Regions from separate parts of the Mus musculus genome. Here region 2 is linked to region 1. Evidence: chromatin contacts called from public promoter capture Hi-C data. All regions are on one chromosome and are shown on one strand. Each heading gives the region's core, a stretch centred on a gene start, on an enhancer-like site or on the middle of the called end of the contact. The rest is flanking DNA. Distances are from core to core; before and after follow the strand shown.

Region 1 (3,377 bases), core at 372-2,871:
CTCCGATGTGTTTTGAGAGTTATTCCTTGGAAAGGACTCTCTCACAACACTGCTGATAGCAGGTCCTCAACTTCAGTGTTTAAGAAGCAAGCGAGCATTTACCATCCAAAAGAACAAGAACTTCAAGACTTCTGCTATAACAGATTTTGTACACTACACCTTCTTAAAATATTTGTAATGAAAAACTATTATTGCTTTAAAAACCTTATCCAGAAACATGAGCTGATACATTGGCAAAGAGATAATTTGGAGTTCTTTGTGTTTTTAAAAGGAAACAATACAATTGAAACATTCCAGATATACAGCCTTTGTAAAAATTAACAAAAATCTAAGGATAAGAAATGTCAAATGAACAACGTAAAGAAATTACATATTTACCCAGACGAAATGGTTTTATTTTGTACTTCCAGCTACTTAGAATAAACATTTATCAGCTTTCAAATCCATTTGTTTGATCTAAAAGAACTAACTAAATAAAATACTTAGTTCTAATGTCTCAAAAAAAGAATTACTTTGGGGGTGTTTGCAGAAGCGTGTAGATGAAGACACATAGGAAAAGACACTATGATAAAGTTGTGTGAATAAAATTAAACATGTATCCCGTAATTTGTTCACAGCCGGACATCCACATAGTACCATGAGGTCCGAGGGCTGCCCATAGGAAGCTGGTAACCCAATGGGAACCAGGGCTGTAAAGGTTTCTTAAAAAACGTAACGTGGTCGAACAAAAACAAAACCCAAAGCAACTGTAAGACCTGGCGTAAGTGCCCCCAGTTAGCGACTCTTTGGCAATGCAGATCCAACCAAACGATTAGAATGAAACGTGCAACGCTCTCTCTCAAAAAATCCTATAAAGCCCGTCAATTATGTTCGGCTCTGAGAATCGGCAGTTCCCAGCACCTTCCTTTTCCACTTTTTAATATTTTATACAGTTCTCCATCTGCGGCCTTTCCATTCATTAATTGCCCTATACAAGATCCCCCCGATGACTCTCGGGGAATTGCTTCTTTTAAGACAGGGCATCAGATTGCCAAGCCTCTGGGGTCGAGATCGCGCCCTCGCTCCTTTGGATGTGGGAGCGTCATGCACTTAAGACTTGATTATTTAATTGCGGAGATGGGAGCAGACCGGTCGGAGGGGTTGTGCCAAGTGGGCATCCCGGGGTGTGTGTGTGTGTGGTGGGATTTGTCCTTCGTGCGCTCCAAAAATGCGCGCCCTCCTTGGGCCTGCCTTGTGCCCGCGCGCCCCAGGCCTCGTCCGCCCGCCCAGCACCCAGAGGATGCCCCCGCAAGGACCCCGCCCCTCCCGTGTCCACGCACCTGCGGCCCCGCCCCCGGCCACGAACCTTCAGGTCCACGCACCTGCCCTGCCTTCCCTCCCGCCCCCAGCGCGCAACCACCAAGGTGCAGCCGCGCTCCTCTTCGGCGGCCCCGGTATCTAAAGGGGTCCGTCTCCGGCACCACAGCCAAATGGCTGAGCCTCCCTGGCCCGCTGCGCAGGATGCCCATTGGACCCTGCCCCCCGCCGCCACCACCACTATTGGCTGGCGTCCGAAGCCTCGCCATTTGATTGGCTCTTGTTGCCGCCGCTCCACGCAAGGAGCCGCAGGTCCCGCCTCTACGGCGATCAGGTTAGTGTGCGCCGCGGGTGCTGGGGGCTCGAGAACCGAGCGGAGCTGGTTGAGCCTTCAAAGTCCTAAAACGCGCGGCCGTGGGTTCGGGGTTTATTGATTGAATTCCGCTGGCGCAGGATCCTCTGCAGAAAGAGAGAGCGCGAGAGATGGAGATGGACAAACGGATTTATTTAGAGCTGCGGAACAGGACGCCCTCTGATGTGAGCATTTGCCAAAAATATCTCTGTCGGTCCATTCTCCTACTTTGTGTTATGTGTGCGTGTGTGTTTTGGGGGGAAGGCACTTTTTTATGGAGGGGGGCTCCGGGGAAGGTGTGGGGTTTGGGGTCTGACTGCAAATGAATTGCAAGGTTGGATGGCGGGGGTGGGGGGGGTTGCAATGCCACCGGAGCATGTTTCGTCCGCCGTCGCTGCTGCCCTTGGTGTGTGACTGACTACCTGTGCGTGTGCTCCCGCGTGTGCGGGTATGGGTGCGAGGGTGTGCGTGCGAGTGTGCACCCAGCGGGGGGCCGGCGGGGCGCACGCGTTCGGGTCGGAGGGAAGGCGGCAATTTCACCCTCGTCCGAGCTCTCAGCTCCCACGACTTGCATCTGGATGGAAAAGATGATCGAGGGGAGGAGAAGATGGGCTGCCTCCTGGATTAAACAACAAAAAGGGGTTGTTATATTTTAGAAGCGTAACCCCCTTTCCGCCCCCTCCCGCGCCTGCCCCCTCCCTTTGCAGTCTCTTTCGCTCGCTCGCACACAATAAGTTTTGGGCTTCGCGAGTCCGGTATAGTTTCTGATCAATGTAGCCCGAGGACCCCGGGGAGAGCGCGTGGGGACCCGACTGCTGCGGAGTTGGGAGATGGCTCGAGTTTAAAGCGCGTCTTCGTTTCTCTGCGGGGATGAGGCGAGAGGTGGGGAGCCATATTTGTAACTTTGTCGTGTTCGTGAACGCGCCCTTTCTCTCCCTCCCTCCCTTTCTCTGTCTGCCTTCCTTCTCCTTTCTCTCTCACTCTTTCCACCCCACCTTTGGGCCAGATGCTGTCTTTTCTCCCTTCTTCCTCGCGGAAAGGGAGGGGGGGTACCTTAGGTTAAGGGGGAGGGATTGTGAAGTGTGCAAATGCTCAGATAATCCTCGCGCCTCCCCAACCACGAGCGTCGCTAATGTAAGTTGCCCGGAGGCTGCGTCCCGTTCTGGCCCCCGGCTCCCTCCCCAGATGCCAGCCTTGGCACCCTGACGCCTCATCGGCAGCAGACACCCCACCTTCCCGGTCCTTGCTTCTCCTGGGGTGGGCTCCCTGGCAGCCATTCGGCGCTTGGTTAATAAATGGGCACGAGAAACTTTATCAGAACCCGAGCTGCCCAGAGCTAGTGCCGCTGTGGGGACCGACCCAGTCTACATTCTTGCGGGCACGGCAGGCACGCAGCTCTGGGATGGGCAGTTCGTCTGGCCGTAGCCGTTATGGATTGGGCAGCGGCGGGAGTATGGCAGGAGGAAACTTACACCGGTGGGAACAGGGAGGCTGGGCGCGAGCCCACTGCAAGGGGAAGTGAGGGTTGGTGGGTGACTCGAAAGCTACTGTTTATTTTTGTCTCCCTCTCGCTTTCACGCACTCGTGTTGTCTGCGAGTTGACCCATTCGAGAGACCTTAGGGTCTGCGGTGGAAACCCTAGCCAACTTCCCCTCTAGGCTCGGTAGTAGGGAGCAGGAGCTCGCGGGCGGGAAAGATCTCGGGTCTAGCCTGAGGGTCTGGGGCTCGG
Region 2 (3,377 bases), core at 538-3,037, 3.0 Mb after region 1:
CTGAGCTTGAACTCAGAAATCCACCTGACTCTTTAATCCCAAGTGCTGGGATTAAAGGCATGTACCACCATCACCTGGCTTTGCTGCTTGTCTTTTTAAAAAATATTTTTAGAACTGGAGATATGACTCAGCATTTAAGAGCACGTTGCTCTTGCAGAGGTACCAGGTTCCCATCACCCACATGGTGATTCACAGCCATGATTAACCCTAGGTCCAGGGGATTCAACAGGCACACTTGTGATGCACTCACATTCATGCAGGCAAAATGTTCCTATGCATGAAGCAAAGATTTTTAAAAAATGTGTGTGAAGCCGGGAGTGGTGGAACACGCCTTTAATCCCAGCACTTGGGAGGCAGAGGCAGGCGGATTTCTGAGTTCGAGGCCAGCCTGGTCTACAGAGTGAGTTCTAGGACAGCCAGGGCTACACAGAGAAACCCTGTCTCGAAAAAACAAAAACAAAAAAACCCATAACTTCTCTTTTTGGGCGGGAGAAGCCAGAGACAGCCCTCTTGGTTTGCTCACAGCATCCATGGAGGGAGAGCTTCTGAGAGAGTCTAAGAACACAGTTGGAAAGCAACATACTGAGAGGACTTGAGTCTCTCCTCACAACTGTATTCCTGGATGCAGCTGAAGAAGGAGTGGGTCTTAGTGAAGAAAGACAAGAATTCTCTTTCATCTCTGAAACTTTACCATGAGGTGTTACCACGAGTCAGCTCTCTAAGAAAGAACCCTGTAGTAGTATGAACCACCTGGAATTCCCCTTCTGTGAGCTAGACCCGGGGAACTGGAAGTCACTTTTCTGGCTGGAGATTGACGCTGGTTAATGTAAGTGAACTGGTGTTGATCCTGGCTTAATTCTCTTTCCTCACAGTTTCTGTCTAAAGGTTCCAGCAGGGTGTGGTACAACTCGGTAGTCTCATCTAGAGGTGGGAGCACAGGCATCAGATGTTCAGAGCCATTTTCAGCTACAGAACAAGTTCCAGGCCACCTAGCAATTTGGCGGCTAGAGTTGATGATATATATATAATTACTCTGGCATAAATTCCAAACCAAACCCAAATAAAACCCATATGGTGTTAGAGGCAGTACTCTTAAATTCGAGGTCAGCCTGGTCTACAGAGGGAGTTCTTGGACAGCCAAGGTTACACAGACAAACCCTCGCTCAGAAAACCAAAACAAAAATCCACACAGGCAACTAGCCCCGACTGAAAACTTTATCATCACAAAGCTTGAAAGAGCAAGGAAAGCTAGCTCTATCCAGCTTGTTGCTCGGAGTGGGAGTGGGATTAGGAGACCATTTCCATGCTGCAAATGAAACGAAACAGCGAACATAAAGGAAGCCAGGATATAGAGTCCATGAAGGAAGGAACTTGCCGAAGTGCAAGCGCCTGGTAGTTACTGTCTGTTTATAATTATTATGTGGGATTATGGTCTTTACCACTGAATTACATTCTTAGTTTTCGGATCACTTAAAAAAGATCCTCACCTTTTTGCGCTTTTATTTCCCCTGCTCCTAAGAAGCGTAGGGTCAACTCCCGACACGGCGCGTGTCTCTTTGGGTCTAAAACTTTTTAACATCCGAATAAAGAGACTTCCCGAGAAATTAGGCGACCGCAAAATTTTGGGTTCGCCGCTTGCCGTAGCGCGCTCATTGGTGCCCAGGTTACCGCCCCATTCTCTGGAATCACGTTAGTCTCCACGCATGCGCAGCGTAAACTCACGCCTCCTCCTGGGTCTAGGACGCAAGCGCGCGCACGCTCCCCGGCCGGGGTGGGCGGGGAATGGGGGAGAGTAGGGAGGGAGGGGAGGAGGGGAGGAGCCTACTCCGGTGAGTAGAAGGCGGTGGGACGCTGGGATCGTCCAGGCCTGGCTGCCTGGTGGGGAAAACGCTGCGCCAGCATAGAACCGACGGAAGGGAGCGGAGCCAGTCAGCGGAACACTCGCGCGACACGATCGGGTCGCTGAGCCCCCTCGATCCTCAGGGCGCGAAGCCCTGGCCTAGGCCCCGCGGAGATGTCCAGTTGCGGCGCTTGTACCTGCGGCGCTGCGGCCGCCCGGCTTCTCACCACTTCGCTCACCTCCGCGCAGAGAGGTAACGAAGTAGTCCCGAGCCGGTGCCCGCTCTGGGCTCTCGGCGAGTGAACCTGTGGGGATCCCGGGGGGAGAGGAGGGCTTGAAGGCTGCGAGGCGCTACGAGCCTCTGGAGTACCTGGCTGTCGGATTGGAAGGAAACCCGGTGGGCTATCGCTGGCCTGTGAGCTCTCGGGCCTTCGGAGTTTGGGGGCTGGAATGAGGCCATCTCGCCTCAACTCAGGGAGAACAACCGAGTGCGACGCAACACTCGTTAAAAGTGTCCCCCGTGCAGCCCTTCTTGGGGCCTGTCACTTTTGGGGAGTCTGTGCCCGGTTGTCGGGCTAGTCGCCTGGACCGGCAGCGCAAGGGTGTCACTGACATTGTGCGGTCTCGGGGACGACAAGACGTAAACACAGCTCGCTGGCCTTCCAGATATTTGGGAAACTTGGGGTCCCAAGATATTTGGGAAACTTGGGGTCCCAAGAAAGCAGCGGGGAGGTGGGGCGAAAACGACCGCTGGAATTCCTGAAATACTTAAATTTAGCAACAGTCATTCGCCCGCTTCCCCAGCTTGACAGCTGGGATCAGCCTCTAAGAGTGGAGTGGCTCTTGTTTACTTTGCTTCTCTATTCATCAGGACCTGTGACAGAGTGCACACCTGCCAAGAGATTCCGGGAATGAAACCCGTTTTTCTTTCCCACAAGTCTATGCATATCAGATTGTAAGGCTAGGTCTTGTTAGGCTCTGAACTTACAGATGTCTTTTCATGACGATCCTTGGATCAATAAAAGCAGTTTTCCTTTTTTTTTTTTTTTTGACTAATTCTAAAATCATCATTGTCTACTAACTGTATAATTGGCAGTTTATAATACACATGAAATGGAGTAACATAGGCGGAAGCATTTAGTATTGACACGTAAGTGTAAGATTTAGTCTTAAAACATTGCCACACCTCAAGTAGGTGTCCCAGTTCCAGAGGTTTGATTTGTAAACACTGGAAAGAAACATAATTTTAATGTATTGTTTGACCTACATTCGTTGAGGGCTTAAGGTATTACAGTTTGGTACTAGGGGTATTAAATTCATCATGTTTAAATTTGGTTGACAACAGCATTAAAAAGGGTACGTGTTTTAGACAGGAGGAGTTCTTGATAAGATTTAGTCAAAGAATTCTAGCTTCAGCCCGGAGGTTATAGCACATGACTTTAGTTCCGGCAGTCTTTAGGCAGGGGCAAGCCAGGTCTCTGGAACTCTGTACACCAGTCTTGGCCTTGGATTCAGATTAAAGGCCTGTGCCACCACG

Evidence for each region. Promoter capture Hi-C pulls out the DNA fragments that hold promoters and counts their contacts.
Region 2: a contact with region 1 is called in a promoter capture Hi-C map of pre-B cells, with 4 times the contacts expected there. The contact joins the promoter of Clpx here to the promoter of Anp32a in region 1. A contact is called at or near these places in 2 of 39 promoter capture datasets (erythroid cells and pre-B cells) and 1 of 484 Hi-C or Micro-C datasets (B cells).

Annotation. Positions count from the first base shown.
Region 1 is chr9:62,339,722-62,343,098 of GRCm38.p6, forward strand. Anp32a (acidic (leucine-rich) nuclear phosphoprotein 32 family, member A) reads left to right here and starts at 1,622. Exons shown (of 7, transcript NM_009672.3): 1 at 1,622-1,833. The coding sequence starts at 1,780. Gm20346 (predicted gene, 20346) reads right to left here. Exons shown (of 2, transcript NM_001378702.1): 2 at 1,781-2,267. The coding sequence ends at 2,203.
Region 2 is chr9:65,292,473-65,295,849 of GRCm38.p6, forward strand. It overlaps Clpx (caseinolytic mitochondrial matrix peptidase chaperone subunit), which reads left to right and starts at 1,788. Exons shown (of 14, transcript NM_011802.3): 1 at 1,788-2,093. The coding sequence starts at 2,015. It also overlaps the pseudogene Gm16218.